Linked DNA regions of Mus musculus: region 1 is linked to region 2. The links are chromatin contacts, called in public promoter capture Hi-C maps. All regions are on one chromosome and are shown on one strand. Each heading gives the region's core, a stretch centred on a gene start, on an enhancer-like site or on the middle of the called end of the contact. The rest is flanking DNA. Distances are from core to core; before and after follow the strand shown. Region 1 holds the start of Cox14 (cytochrome c oxidase assembly protein 14). Region 2 holds the start of Nckap5los (a long non-coding RNA gene).

Region 1 (3,207 bases), core at 13-2,512, 290 kb after region 2:
TAAGGAGCAGCTCAAAGGTTCAGTAGGTTTCCACAAGGGTTGGTGGGTCCTAGTCCAAGGCCAGCTGTCCTCGGAACAGAACAAGGTCCTCGCGAGATCGGACCCACACACCTCAGGAGCTGGGGAACTCGAGGGAAGGACAATTGAAAACTGCCTGCCCTGGGGTGAGGGAGATCAGAGGGGGATGGGAGACTGCTTTGCACTGGCCCTGTTCCAAAGTTGGGTGGCAGCAAGAGAATGTCACAGATCAGCAGCCTGGAGCGCTAGCTATAAATAGCTGGAGGTTTCTCTCTCCACCAGGGGTCTCCATTTCCTGTGTGGCAGCAACTGGGACACCGTGGCTCTGGCCAGCTTGATATTAAACTAACACATTAAGGTGCCAGGTCCCTCTCTGCTCCTAGCCTTTAAGAATTCCGTCTTAGTGAAGGTCAGAGCTGTCGGGTAAGGGGAAGAGGGGGGGCCCTGTCATCGATCCCGACTGGGCTGGAACCCTCCCACGCATGACTCAATTCAGAGCTGTTCCCCGGGAGACTGGGGCGGGATGCAGACAGATTCCAACACCTTAACCTATGTTTGCTCAGTCAGTCAACTGTGAATCTGAGGTCTTCTGTCAGGCCACTTGTCTACCCAATAAAGTGTGGTTTTTCCAGAAACTGGAAGAGTTGGGGGAGTTTATGTGGCAGTGTGTGGGGTCATGTATCACTGCATGCATGTTTTACTCAATGTAAGACAAGAAGTGGAAAAAATCATCCTTGTTTAATAGCAGCCACACTCGGGCATCAATCGGCATTGGCGTCCACTCTGCTCACAGCCCCCACCTCCACCCCCCCACCCCACCCCCGTCCCCTTTTGTGCTTCGTATCCCCTCTTCCACCCAAGCTGTCAGCCAGTCTTCCCAGCGCTTCTTACAGGGTCTGTCACGTTGCCTGCCTACGAGGAGGTCGCGCACAAGGCAGAAATATTAGCGAGTCACCCTCCCATCCCCCGACTCACCCCCTACACCCATTCTGTGGCCTCACTAGTGCTGGTCCAGCTAAGGTCGGTTCCTCCGGATCACCCTGTAAAGGGCCGCTCCAGGCGGTAGGGGGCGCTAGGCCCATCGCTGGAGAATTCCGAGGATCTACCTAGCTACAGTTTACGTCACTGAACTTAGACTGCGGATTGGCTAATTCTGAGCTAAAATTTTTCCCGTTTTCCAAGGAGCGCTCTTGATGGACCAGAACCACACCCCCCAGAATTCAATGGGCCTTTCCGAGAGGAAGGCTAGACTGAGCGTGCGTAAGAGAGAGGTAGAAGCCGGAAGTTCAAGGCTGGCTCTCGCTTTAGTGGGCGAGTTTTCGCAGGGGGTGTCGGGTCCGGAGCGGGGCTGAGCACCAGTGGCTGAGGAGCTGCGCGTTGGTGACTGCCTCTTCCTGCCCTGCGGCGGCCGCGCGACTCTGCGAGTGGCAGACTGAGCAGGCATCGCTCTGACGCGGCCGAGTTGCAGCCTCCAGGTAGGCCGCGGGCCGGACGGCCAAGCGCACTCGCCCTCCCCCCACGCTCTCCTGCTCGGCGCACCGCGCCCCCTGCTCCCCGTGTCGCCGCTTTTCACGCTGTTCCCCTGCTCCCCGTTCCGAGTCCCTGCTGTCCCCTGTGCCCCGCACCGCGCTCCCCTCCGCTCCCCTGTGTCCCGCACCGCGCGTCCTCGGCCTGTGCCCTTGAGAGCGCGCGGCTCCTAGTCCCTGCGCTGTGCTAGCCCCTGCTGGCTCCCCGGCTGTCATAGTCCGACCGCCTTCCTGGTGTGACTGCGGCCTGGCTGTCCTCCCTTCTGAAACTGCTCGCCTCAACCCCAAAGCTCCTCACGGTCCCTCAAAGCCACTTATTTCTCTGAGGTCCTCACCACCTTCTCTGATCCTACAGAATATGGGGTTCATAGCTTACCTTTCTGGGCTCCGTTAGTCAGAAGTTGTTTTCTGCGGACACCAAGTCTCTCCAAAGAGGGCTAAATGACAGAAGCTGGGGTGGTTTTAGGGCTTTGATCCTTATTTGTTTTGTAAAGGATGCCCATCAGATGAAAACCTTCTGCCAGTCTCAAGAGTTTCTTTTATTTCCAAAGTTAATCCTTGTATCTGGGCTTCTAACTTCAGGGTTTTATTGTTTGTTTTTGAGGTTATCTCGGATTTGCTTCTTTTTGTTTCACACCCCCCCCCCGTTTTTTTGTTTTTTGTTTTTGACAGGGTCTCATGTCCACATCCTGAGTGCTGGGATTTCCAGCATATACCACATGCTCTGTTTAATGCAGTTCTGGGGACTGAACCTCTGGCTTTGTGCCTGCTACACTGAGTTACATCCCACTTTAAATCATACTCAAATCTTCTCTATCAGTGAACAAGGTGAAATTAGCTTTTCACCAGGGCGAAGTGACTCTGGCACTCTACAGGCAGGATCCCCCAGACACACACATCCTCAAGTCTATCTTCAGGTCCTCTCTCGGGAGAATTTCACTACCACAATAAGTAGCCTGATTAAAATATGGTTCTGAGGCTGGAGAGATGGCTCAGCAGTTAAGAGCCTTGCTGTTCTTCCAGAGGACCCAGGTTTGATTCCTAGTATAGTCTGGGTGGGCTGGTCACTTTTTTTTTTTAAAGAGATTTATTTCTGGATTTTATGTATATGAATACACTATAGCTGTCTTCAGACACACCAGAAGAGGGCATTGGATCCCATGACAGATGGTTGTGAGCCACCATGTGGTTGCTGGGAATTGAACTCAAGACCTCTGGAAGAGCAGTCAGTGCTCTTAACCACTGAGCCATCTCTCCAGCCCCGGCTGGTCACTTTTTAAGCACAAATAAGGAGAGCCTGTGTTAGCTCTGATGGCATCGCATCATATACACCTGTTTCCGGCCTTCTGTACCTCGGGTGTAGATGTTTTGAGTCAGAGCTCTGAAACTGCCATGCTTAACTCTTTTTTTTTTTTTTTTTTTTTTTTTTTTAAAGATTTATTTATTTATTATATGTAAGTACACTGTAGCTGTCTTCAGACACTCCAGAAGAGGGCATCAGATCTCATTACGGGTGGTTGTGAGCCACCATGTGGTTGCTGGGATTTGAACTTCGGACCTTCGGAAGAGCAGTCGGGTGCTCTTACCCACTGAGCCATCTCACCAGCCCCATGCTTAACTCTTTTAAGAGCAGCCACACAGGAGTCACCAGCATAGGATGCAT
Region 2 (3,380 bases), core at 538-3,037:
ACAAGTCCCTTACCACTGAGCAAGCCGACCCCCAGGCCTCCCAGTCCTCCAAGGGCTAGCTGCCCCTATCCTGTACCCTTGGACAAGCAGAGCTGCCACACTTGACTCTAGCATGGCTGTCCATGGGCTGCCTCTAAGCAGTCTCAGCCGTCCAGAAACACACCCTGCACAGGATGTAACACCCACAGGGCCTTGAGATCGGTTCCTCAGGCCTTGGCAAAGGCATGGCTTCCAAGGGAAGCTTAATTAGTGTCTGCGCAATGGGGCTTTCAACCCAGCGAAGCTCACCCTGGGAGTCACGTTAATACTACTAAACCGCTGCCATTCGCCGACTGTCAGCGAGCAGAGCACCATATATTACCTCATTTAATCCTCGCAAGGATGTGTAATGCCAGTGTTTTTGTGCCATTTGTAAGGGAAAAACCTAACATTTATATAGTTTGATACTTTGCCCAAGGCCACACTTAGCTAAAAAGCAGTTCAGTTAGAAACCCAACCCCAGTTTACTTGAGGCCAACATTTAACGCTTGTAATTTTCCATTGCATCATGGGAACTTGGGTGAGAGATTGACTGGACCGACCCTCGGTGATCCCACAGTCCATTCAGGTTTTTGAAAAAGTGACTGTGGGTGGTTCACTGGGTGGGGGAAGGCTGGTGACAGCTAGGCCTCAGGGGTCCCTGCAGAGGCACAACAGCTGCAGGGGCAACTGCGGACTATCCATTGCTGCCCGAGATTCAGTTCACGGGGAATCAGATACCAGGCTGGATCATTTGGACAAACACACATGTTCAGACAGACATGGCTCAGCTCCACGCTGATAAAGCTGCTTTCATTGTCAAAATGGGGGCAGGGGCTGGCTGCCCTCAGAGGCAACCTGCTATTCTCCTTGACTTCCAGACCACTCTTATCTCTGTATCTTCTTCCATCCTTGAGGCTCCTGACAGAGTGACATCCATGACAACTGATCCCAGGACTCATACCCCGAGCCAGCGCCCCACCCCCACCCCCACACTGTTCCCAGGGCAGGCAGGGTCCAGCCTGCCAATAGAAACCAGTGCCTGTGAAGTTCAAACCCAGTATGTGCAGCCACCCATATCCAGTGAACGGGGTGAAGTGCCGTTCTTGTCCTCTCTGTGACACGCAGCTCTGGGCTCCTTATGCTTAGCCCTGCCCTGGCCCTGGCCAGGAAGAAGCCACGTCAGTGGCCACAGGGGCCTCTAGGGAACTGGAAATAACTGCATTTGCAGCCTCCACCCGACCGACTCCCCACACAGGGCAGGGTGAATCTCAACTTTCTCTTATATGAAGGGGTACACTAGGAGTGAGGGCCATGCTTCTCATCTTAGTACTTGGGTAGCTGAGGCAGGAGGACTGCCTGAGTGTAAGTCCAGCCAGGGATGCAGAGTGAGACCCTGTCCTCCCCCTCCTCCTCCTTCAACAACAACAACTGAAGATACTGTCTGCCTGAGTAGGGAGACCCTGGGAATGGCGTTGACAGATGAGTCTATAGGGACTCGGGAAGTTTTCTTTCAGCTAAAATGCAAGTCTGTTAGTCCAAGTATACCTTCACCGCAAGGTCACAGGCCCTGTGTTAAGGACAGCGGACACCCTGCTCCTATGAGGTGAACAGAAGAGCAAGCTGATGCTGACGGGGCCCACAGGAAAATGATCTGCCCACCTGAGGGAGGGAGTTGGCCGTGAGCTGTAGTTTCTGCTGCAGTAGTGCACTCAACACCTGATTCTGCCGCTCCAGGTCAAACACCCTCTTCTTCAGTTTGATACACTCTTCCCGCAGGTCCTGTCCACCCAGGAAGGACAGGAAGCAAAGGTGAGGAGGCAGGAGAGGGACAGCGACTTCCCGCCCCCGCCAGCTGTGCTCACACCTACAGCCTCTGGGGATGAGCTCTCAAGGTTTGCTACCCTAATGAACTACGGTAAAGGCCAGTCTGTCATTTCCACCATTTCTGCAGCTGGCTTCCTCCCTCCTAGAAGCCATGTCAAAAGGGAGGGGCATCTAAGGCGTGGGAGAACCCTGACGTCTAAGTGGCCCGCATCACAGCGATCTGAAGAAAACACTTCAAGGCCATAGAGGCTCATGACGTTGGTAGTGTTTTGAAGGCGATAGAGAAATCAGCTGGGCTCCAGGTAAGAGAAGGCATTCTAGTCCAAATCAAAGTTCCCATGGTTCAGAGACCTGGCCTTAACAACTCACTCTGCTTCCTGGTAGAGAATAACGGGCCAATCAGAGGTAGTGGCATGGGCCAAGTGGGCCAATAGGGAGCTCCTCCTAGGCTACTCCGTGGTGGTAGAGACTTAGTTGAGCAGGTCTCTGGAGTCCCAGGGCTGTACCTCCTGTGTATACCCTGGGTCTATCCTGCAGCAGTTAGGTGGGTGTGAGACAGTCCTGAATCCACTCACCTTCTGGTTCAGTAGAGCCTGTACCACGTGGTTGGCAACCTGGGGACACAAAGTCCGGGAGCTGAGCTGGCGTTTTGCCCACCCACCCCTGTCCCCAGCCCTGTCCTTCGGCAAACCCCACAGACCTCATCCAGACAGCGTTCGTAAGTCTCCCGCTGGTTCTCATTGGCCTGCGCAAGCGCCGAGTTCTCTGCCTGTAGGGTGAGGTGGAAAGGGGAATCATTGAGGCTCATTTGTACCCTGGGAGCGAGGGTGGCAGAGTGGACAGGCTTTGCCCTGTCCATCAAACTCCTGGACCAGGGTTATCTGACCGTTTTACCTAGTAGCCTCTATGGATATCACTGTCCTTGGAACCAGTAGGGTCGTAAAGGTGGGGTGGGGGTGGGGAAGAGACACTCGTGGCATAGGACAGCTACGTACTCTTCACTGTCGCCCGAGCTGGAGAGTGAAGAGGAACCGGGGCTTCCCAGGGGAGCTTTAATAAAGAACCAACCGTCCAGCCCTCTCCTGCCTGGCAAGCCTTCTCCACACTGAGCTCAGCGGTGGGCAGCCCTGACTCCCCATGCCCCGCCCTGCCCTGCCTGCCACCGCGTACCTCCAGCTCCCGAAGTCGGTGCAGAAGCTCCTGGCAGGTGCTGAGCTCCATGCTGTCGTCCTCACCAGCCGATGCCCTCAGCTTTCCGGTGCCTCCGGCCGGCTGGTCCATGACCTTGGGAGTCAGGCTCTGGGAATGAGGCCTGGCAGGCTACTCCCAGGCAGACCAGGAACAGGCAAGGAGAGAAGGCAGGAGGAGGGTGACAAAACTCTCTAGTGACCTCTGCTATACTGGTGATAATGCAACAGCTCAAGGTTAGGCTGGGTGACTCTTGTTTATTCTTCCCATCCTGAGGCCGAGACTGTGCCTATAGGAACCCCAGCGCTCACACACACCCTGCATGGGGGCCTAGAGCCCGAATTTTT

The links. Promoter capture Hi-C pulls out the DNA fragments that hold promoters and counts their contacts.
Region 1: a contact with region 2 is called in a promoter capture Hi-C map of 3T3-L1-derived adipocytes, with 5 times the contacts expected there. The contact joins the promoter of Cox14 here to the promoter of Nckap5los in region 2. A contact is called at or near these places in 10 of 39 promoter capture datasets (the 3T3-L1 cell line, 3T3-L1-derived adipocytes, the SN4741 cell line and 6 more), 2 of 484 Hi-C or Micro-C datasets (both in embryonic stem cells) and 4 of 115 datasets of contacts at active chromatin or transcription factors (the NIH/3T3 cell line, embryonic stem cells and microglia).

What each region holds. Positions count from the first base shown.
Region 1 is chr15:99,724,356-99,727,562 of GRCm38.p6, forward strand. Cox14 (cytochrome c oxidase assembly protein 14) reads left to right here and starts at 1,263. Exons shown (of 2, transcript NM_183256.3): 1 at 1,263-1,493. It overlaps Gpd1 (glycerol-3-phosphate dehydrogenase 1 (soluble)), which reads left to right. Exons shown (of 8, transcript NM_010271.3): 8 at 1-659. It overlaps Gm16537 (predicted gene 16537), which reads right to left and starts at 119. Exons shown (of 3, transcript NR_155353.1): 1 at 1-119.
Region 2 is chr15:99,431,025-99,434,404 of GRCm38.p6, forward strand. It overlaps Nckap5los (a long non-coding RNA gene), which reads left to right and starts at 1,788. Exons shown (of 5, transcript XR_003951477.1): 1 at 1,788-1,830; 2 at 1,973-3,380. It overlaps Nckap5l (NCK-associated protein 5-like), which reads right to left. Exons shown (of 13, transcript NM_001001884.1): 3 at 3,016-3,165; 4 at 2,546-2,614; 5 at 2,421-2,459; 6 at 1,681-1,800. The coding sequence starts at 3,126.